2 separate regions of the Mus musculus genome follow, and region 2 is linked to region 1. The links are chromatin contacts, called in public promoter capture Hi-C maps. All regions are on one chromosome and are shown on one strand. The core of a region is the stretch at or near the end of the contact, and the rest is flanking DNA. Distances in the headings are between cores, read along the strand shown. Region 1 holds the start of Dusp3 (dual specificity phosphatase 3 (vaccinia virus phosphatase VH1-related)). Region 2 holds the start of Mpp3 (membrane protein, palmitoylated 3 (MAGUK p55 subfamily member 3)).

Region 1 (3,772 bases), core at 482-2,981:
ACAGGCTCGCAATACCAGCACTTGGGAAATGGAAGCAGGCAGATGGAATTCAAAGTTATCCTTGGTTATATACTGCAAAGCCAGCCTGGGCTACATGAGACCCGACCTCAAAAAACGAAAGTATGAAGTAAAACAAACAAAACCATAAAGAAAACAAATCTTAATAGGAGACACACTGGGGAGACTGTATTTGCCCCTTTGGCGTTAGGGACCGGGCCATTTTCCCTGGCAACTGGAGAGACGCTTTTTGTGCTCTTTGCTCTCAGTGGAAACTCGCTACTGACACCATGTGGCTCACAGTGAGATGGCAGCTACCCCAGGAACAGCTGTAAAGGAACCTGTGGAGGAAGATTTACCCCCACACTAGCCCAGAGCCCACAGCCCAGGGCGCAGGCCCCCAGTGAGTGCTCAACATCTGTCAATTGCTTCTGCAACCGCTACGCCTGTATGTTCCGCGCTGGGAACTGAACTAAGGTTTTTGTGCATGCTGGGCACCTTGCCAGCCCAGGAACCTCCGCAACCCCTTGAATGTTTCTGGAATCTTTCCAGCAAATTTTTAAAAAAAAGATTTATTTACTTTAAGTATGTGAGTACACTATAGCTGTACAGATGACCCGCTCACTTAGGTCAACTCCACTCGCTCTGGCCCAAAGATTTATTATTATACATAAGTACACTATAGCTGTCTTCAGACGCACCAGAAGAGGGCGTCAGATCTCATTACGGGTGGTTGTGAGCCACCATGTGGTTGCTGGGATTTGAACCCAGGACCTTCGGAAGAGCAGTCAGTGCTCTTAACCCTCTGAGCCATCTTGCCAGCCCTCCAGCAATTCTTAGGAGTTAGATGTTGCATATTCTTTACTGAAGTGCTTGGGACAGAAATGTTTGAGACTTTACGATATAATATATATACTATATGTAGTGAGTGGATCCAAGTCTAAACATGAAATCCATTAATGCGTCACATATAAATATATCCTGAATACAGTTTTGTACAGTAATTTTTAGTGTGCCTGTGTTTTGACTGTCACAGGTCAGGTGTGAGAATTCTCCATTTATATTGTGTTTACACTCAAAAGTTACAGATTCGTAGACACTTCGGGTCTCACAAAATTATAGCTGTTCAAACTGCTTTCCTCCCTTTTAGTCGCCAGCACACAGGCTAAGGTTAAAGTAGTCCCCCAGGGTCAGATGCCAAACCTGGCGACCTATACCTTCAGCCTTTAAAAAGTTCAATGCTGATTCACATCAAACATTAAAAGAAGTGTTCCAGAATAGGGCTCTTTCCTGTAACCTTGGGTAAGGATCCATCTCCTGGGTAGGCAGGTTGTTGGTTCAGCAGTCGTGGGCTGGGAAGATGTGTTCTGACGTGTGTGTTTGGGGTGAATGAATGGATGCCCACTCTGCTGGTGTGCAGCGAGAAGGGTTCACAGCAAACCCCAGGGGTACCCATTATCCTGAAAGAGCGACTCCAGGTGTACCCAGGCGTCCCGCATTGGGTTCAGTAAATGAAGTGCCTGCGCTCCACTGCCTTAGCCAGGGTGAATGAGTACGGATGACACGGGAGTGATGGCATCTCGGCCAGGAACGTGCCCCGGGGTCCTGCGGCGCTTGGCCAGTCGCGCGTGTCCTCTGCGCTGCCTAGCGTGACCGCAGCTTCCCGCACCCAGTGGGCCCGCCTCCGGGGCGGGACGGGGCGGCTCCCGGTTGGGCAGCCCCGCCCCGCTGACCCGGCTTCTCCCCCTCGTTCGCTCCTGCCCTGGCGTGCAGCGCCCCGCCGCCGCCATGTCCAGCTCGTTCGAACTCTCGGTGCAAGATCTCAACGACCTGCTCTCGGATGGCAGCGGCTGCTACAGCCTGCCGAGCCAGCCCTGCAACGAGGTCGTCCCGAGGGTCTACGTGGGCAACGCGTGAGTCTCTGGGAGGGCCAAACCCGTAGCCGCTCCCAGCGGGCCCCGACTACTACTTGGGGGCTGGAGTGGGGTCCATGGGGGGGGGGTGGATCCTGGGCGCGGTCGCCGACCTGAGAGCAAGAGCGGGTGCTGGGGACCAGCCTGGAGTCGACGCCTACTCCCCGCGCATGAAGCGGAGGAGCTGGACTCCGCATGCCCAGAGACGCCCCCCAACCCCCAAAGTGCCTGACCTCAGCCTCTACCAGCTCTGGCTTGGGCTTGGGCGGGGTCAAGGCTACCACGTTCTCTTAACAGGTGGCAGGGCTGTCTCTTGGCCGCGCGTCATGTGACAGCTGCCTAGTTCTGCAGTGAGGTCACCGTGGAATGTCTGCCTTCGTTGCCATGGCAACGGGATGACGTTACAATCTGGGTGTGGAGCTTTTCCTGTCCGTGTCAGGAAATCCAAATACCCTAAAATACCCTAGAAGAGGAAGTAGCTGAGCCAAGGCTTTCCTGGCTTCTCCAGATAAAGTTTGACTTAGATGGAAAAAAACAAAATGATAAAGACCCGAGCCATCTGAAAATTCCTCCTAATTGCACCACTAGGAAATGTGTATATTATTGAGCTCGTATGTGTTCTTATTTTAAAAAGAAAACTTTAGTCATGTTATTAATAAGAATTTCTCAGCAGTGGGAGAGAACCAATATTAACACCAAGATAAAAGTTGGCATGATCCACATTGCAGGAAGATCCACGTTGGGTTTTCATGAATGTGAAGACCCCATTTATTAAAGTCCTAAGCTCTGTTTTTGCACACTAGGAAGCGATGGCCGGGATGGCTGAGGGGCTGTAAGGATCTTTCAATGTCTTACATGTGTGTTTCCTGTCCTGCACCTAGGACCTGCTGCCTAGCCTGCAGCAGAGCCAGAGGGGTTTCACATGATTAGTCTCAGACACTTGGGGGCAGGTTGCATGTACTGCATCGCTTATTTCCATACGGAGCACCTACTATGTGTCAAACACCATATGGTGTTCACTCTTCAGAACGGTGGTGGTCATCATGGTGCATTTGCTGACGGTTGGATTGGTGGTAGAGAGCTGAGATATATGGACGCGCTCTTCAGCATTCTGTCAACGTGGCTGTGCATTCTTGCTCCTGAGCAAGTGGCTAAACAGACTCACAGGGTCAGCCTCCAGCTCAGTCGCTGCATAGTCTTAGGGAACCTCTCCCAGTCCTCCCTACCTCAACTATCCAAGAAGCCAGGGGGCTTGGCGGTCTCAGGAGCCTGCTTGCTGGGGGACAGGTTGTTGAGTTTTATCTGCAGTAGGTTGCCTAGGCATAGTGTCAGGACTGATGGCTGCCTTGGAGAACACATCCTTTGCCCTCTATGCAAATCTGACCTTGACATGGGGGCGCTGCTCAGCTGGGAGGATCAACTGCATACCTAAAGCCAAGCCTAAAGCTTCTTCGTCCACCTGAAACTCCTGGACCAAGGGGCTTCCGGCACATCCTCTCAGGCCAGTGAGGGAGTCTGTGTGAGCTGCACTTTCCAATCTCAGGGCGTGAGAGGCAGAGGGAGGTGGGGGCAGAGCCTTGCAGCTCTTTCCTCCCATCTGGACAGCGCTCTGGCTCAGCAGCCCATATGAGCACAGGCACATCCCCACCCCACCCCCACCTTTCCTGTCCTGCAGAATTTAGGCTCTGTTCACGGGGGGGGGGGGGGGGGCAGTCCTATCCTCTCTTAGGTAGACAGGACTCTGCAGGAGACACTGCTTTGTAAGATACTGCAGTTTAAATTTGGATGTTGTGAGGGGAAAGCGAAGGGCCTCTTTGACCATTCAGTCAAGGTACCTTCTAACTCCCATCGTATTGGGGGGC
Region 2 (3,772 bases), core at 952-3,451, 42 kb before region 1:
ACATGGTTCTGGGGACAGAACCCTGGTCCTCTGCAAGACAAGCAAGCGCTCTTAACCACTAAGCCGTCTCTCCAGCCCCACAGTTGAGACATTTATGTAGTTGTTTTAAAATCTTTTCTAATAAATCTATGCGTACACCAGTATTTAAATATGTTTCCTTCTAGGAGTTGTATTAATTTAATTAGGTTTATAGTATCTCTTAAAAATTCAATTTTGTCCTGGGTGTGGTGGCGCACGCCTTTAATCCCAGCACTCGGGAGGCAGAGACAGGCGGATTTCTGAGTTCAAGGCCAGCCTGGTCTACAAATTGAGTTTCAGGACAGCCAGGGCTACACAGAGAAACCCTGTCTCAGAAAACCAAAAAAAAAAAAAAAAAAAAAAAAAAAAATTCAATTTTGTATATTGTGTGAAGTAGAGACTGAGTCCCCCACCACCACCACCACACACACACCATGTACAAAACCATTGTTTGAACACCCTCTGTTGTTGCTCTAGTAAAGAAAACATCATCTGGCTTTTCAAAATTTTCAAAGCTTAAGCACCACCAGAAAAAGCACGTCTGTGTCAGGTATGGTGGCACGTGCCTGTGATCCCAGAGGTCAGAAGGCAGAGGCAGGTGGATTCTGTGAGTTCCTGGCCAGCCTGGTCTACAGAGTAAGATCCTGTTTCAAGGCCAAAAATAAAAATAAAAACAAACAAAAAACCGTGCACTGGCTGCTTTTGTGTGCCAACTTGACACAAGCTAGAGTCAGCAGAGAGAAAGGAGCCTCCGCTGAGGAAATGCCTCCATGAGATCTTGCTGTAAGGATCTCAGTTAGTGATCAAGTGGGGAGGGCCCTGACCGTTGTGTGTGGTGGCATCCTTGGCCTGGTGGTCCTGGGTTCTACAAGAAAGCAGACTGAGAAAGCCACGGGAAACAAGCCAATAAGCAGCACCCCTCCATGGCCTCTGCATCATCTCCTGCCTCCAGGTTCTATCCCTGCTTGAGTTCCTGTCCTGACTTCCTCCTGTGATGGAAGTGTAAACCAGGTAAACCCTTCCCTCCCCAACTTGCCTTTTGGTCATGGTGTTTCAACGCAGCAGTAGAAAACCTAACCAAGACCATTTCTTAGTTTTTCTCTGCTCTAAATGGGGCCTGCTGTCTGTCTACCCATATCACGTCACTGGGGCCTGTCATAAATGTAGACTGATACTACTTGCCCCACAAGCCTCAGGTGACTCATAGACACAATTTGGAGCAGCTTGAGGGACGAAGGGAAATTTCTTGGTGACATTTGCTGCCCTCTTACAGCCTGCCTGTTCACTGCAAGCTGCAAAGACTGTCGACTGCCTACCTCTCTGGGACATGTGCCTCCTAACCGGCTTAGAATGCGCTGTTCTTTGATGCTGTTATTTGAAGGGAGGGGACACACCCACCAGACCACGTCTCATCCTCTAAGACCCCTACACCACACCACTGCTCACTCACACAGTGGTACCTTTCTACTGCTTCCTGCATACACATCAGTTTCTTTAACTGAAGCGAGGAAATAATTTTGGCTCTCTATCTGAGGCTAATAATCGGTAATCCTAGGAGTATATGGGGATAGAGGGAGCACAATAGAAACCAGCTATTTCGGAGCCACCGCACCTCCTCCCCCAGCCCCCGCCCCAGTAAAGCCTGGGACACTAGAGTCTTTTTTCTTTTCTTTTTTTTTTCTTTCTTTCTTTCTTTTTTCTTTTTTTTCTCTTATTCAGCCCTACCTCCTCCCACCCAGGCAGGCAGCATCCAGCTGCCTTCTTCCCAGGCGTACTTCTCCTCCCTCGCGCCTCCCCGTCCCCAGGGCAGCGTGCACCGATAAATCTTTCGCAGCACGTAGCATTGTTGCCACGGGTTGGCCGGGCTGCTGCCCGCTGCACACCCCTCTCCCGCCCCCCTCCCCCGCCCCCCGCCCCCTGCTCGGCTTGCTAATGACCCAGCACAGCCTCTCTTCCTCGTTTGGCTTTGAAGCTCCAGCCCCTGGCACAGTGCCTGGCACTTGCGGGGCTCTCAATCAATGTTTGCAAAATCGGATTCTCGGCGGAGCAGGTGTCCACCGGGAGCCGGGGGCGCTGGGCGGGGCCTGCGAGGGGGGCCTGCGGGGCCGCGCTCCACCCCTCCGGGCCCGCGCTGCGCCCCCGCCCGTGCGCGCTGCCCCGACCCCGCGCGCCGCGACAGGGAGGGGCCGGCGGAGGCGGAGCCAGTAGCAGCGGAGGCTGGTGGCTCCCGCGCGGCTCCGGGTCACCGATCCCAGATCCTGGCGCGACGAGGTAAGAAGCAGCGCGTGGCACACAAGGGACCTGGTGCGCGGCGGGGAGGGGAGGGGGAGCGGAGACCCGCCCCTCGGGTGCACCACTGCCTTGCGGCCCACCCTCCCCGGCGGGGCTCCGTTCCCAGCCCGCGGTCCCCTTCACTGCTCGGCGTCCGCGCATCCCGTGCGCCCCGCTCATTCCCGCCGCTCTGCATCCCATCTCCCCCCACCTCGGGGGTTTGCTCCCCCCCCCCCAGCTCCTCTGGGAAACCGGCTGGAGCCGGGAGTGTGTGTTTGTGTGGGGAAGTCGGGGGCAGTCGGGGGCCGCAGCTGGAAGCCGCCGAGGGGTGAGCCCGGCGTGGGGGCGGGGGTCGGGTACCATTCTTCTGCCTTCGATGTGACTGGTGCTCCACGCAGCGGGCTGGCTCCATGTCTGTCGAATGAATGAATCATGAGTCCTTGTCCCTCTCTGAAGGAGGACTTTTTTGAGGTCCACGTGCTACAGAGCACCTGGGGAGGGGAGCTCTTGAGATAGGGTACCTGCTTCCGGTAGAACAGAAACTCCGCTCTCACTTCTTCTGTCTTCAGACTGGAGGCTCTCTTTGGGTTGGGGGCTGGAGGTGGGGTCGGCGGTGGGAGCTCTTGCAGGCCTTAACCAGGTACTTGTTGAAGGGATATTGAGACTTGAGCAAGCACTCTTGGAAGGTACCAGCAATAGAGAGGACAGAGCTTGTGGTCGAGAGCATACCGCACAAGCAGGGGGACTTTAGGCCAAGGTCAGTCTGGAAGAAGTGATCTGAGTACCTATTCTGGTTCAAAAGTTATTTAGGGATGCCCAGTCTCTGTTTCCTAATCAGTAAAATGGGTGCATTGGTGTTCATCCTTTAAGGCTTTCTGCATAGTCAGAAAAGAGCAGCATCTTTAGTGTATTGGGGGCGCCCAAGAAGTCTTGCTCCCTGCCCAACCTCCTCCCCAAAAAGTGACTGTTTCTCCCCCCCACCCCCCATCTTATTTCTTCTGTCCTCACAGAGGTCATAAGCAGATCCTGGTGATGTGTGTTCATTACTGAGAGATTCCTCTCCCACCCACACAAACTGTAGGGACAGCTGGGGACCTGCTGGGCACAGGCATGCCAGTACTGTCTGAAGACTCGGGTGAGTGTCCTTAACCTGGGCTGCAGCTTCGGGGGGCCTCCCAGGATTGGAGAAAACCAAACCATAAGCAGGACCAGTGCTGTAGCAGCTGCCTCTGACCGATCTGTTGCCCGGCAGGCCTGAGCCTGCAGGGTGAACGGTGTCAAGGCAGGATGGGAGTGTTGTCTGCGAGACTTTTCAAGGACAGGAAGTGCCACTGTTACTGGACCTTGTTTCTCTGGCTCTTCCTCAGGTTTGCATGAGACCCTGGCACTGCTCACCTCTCAGCTCAGGCCTGACTCCAACCACAGGGAGGAGATGGGCTTCCTGAGAGATGTCTTCAGTGAGAAGAGCCTCAGTTATTTAATG

Evidence for each region. Capture Hi-C pulls out chosen DNA fragments and counts their contacts.
Region 2: a promoter capture Hi-C map of adipose tissue shows a contact between it and region 1. The contact joins the promoter of Mpp3 here to the promoter of Dusp3 in region 1. A contact is called at or near these places in 14 of 39 promoter capture datasets (the C10 cell line, the HPC-7 cell line, the SN4741 cell line and 9 more), 1 of 15 datasets of contacts at CTCF or cohesin (hippocampal excitatory neurons), 129 of 484 Hi-C or Micro-C datasets (the 3T3-L1 cell line, the 63-12 cell line, the AML12 cell line and 71 more), 33 of 115 datasets of contacts at active chromatin or transcription factors (the 230-238 cell line, PVALB interneurons, SST interneurons and 23 more) and 6 of 9 other capture datasets (adipose tissue, embryonic stem cells, embryonic tail and 3 more).

Annotation. Positions count from the first base shown.
Region 1 is chr11:101,982,750-101,986,521 of GRCm38.p6, reverse strand. Dusp3 (dual specificity phosphatase 3 (vaccinia virus phosphatase VH1-related)) reads left to right here and starts at 1,731. Exons shown (of 3, transcript NM_028207.3): 1 at 1,731-1,910. The coding sequence starts at 1,786.
Region 2 is chr11:102,025,384-102,029,155 of GRCm38.p6, reverse strand. It overlaps Mpp3 (membrane protein, palmitoylated 3 (MAGUK p55 subfamily member 3)), which reads left to right and starts at 2,201. Exons shown (of 19, transcript NM_007863.2): 1 at 2,201-2,289; 2 at 3,300-3,424; 3 at 3,657-3,772. The coding sequence starts at 3,400.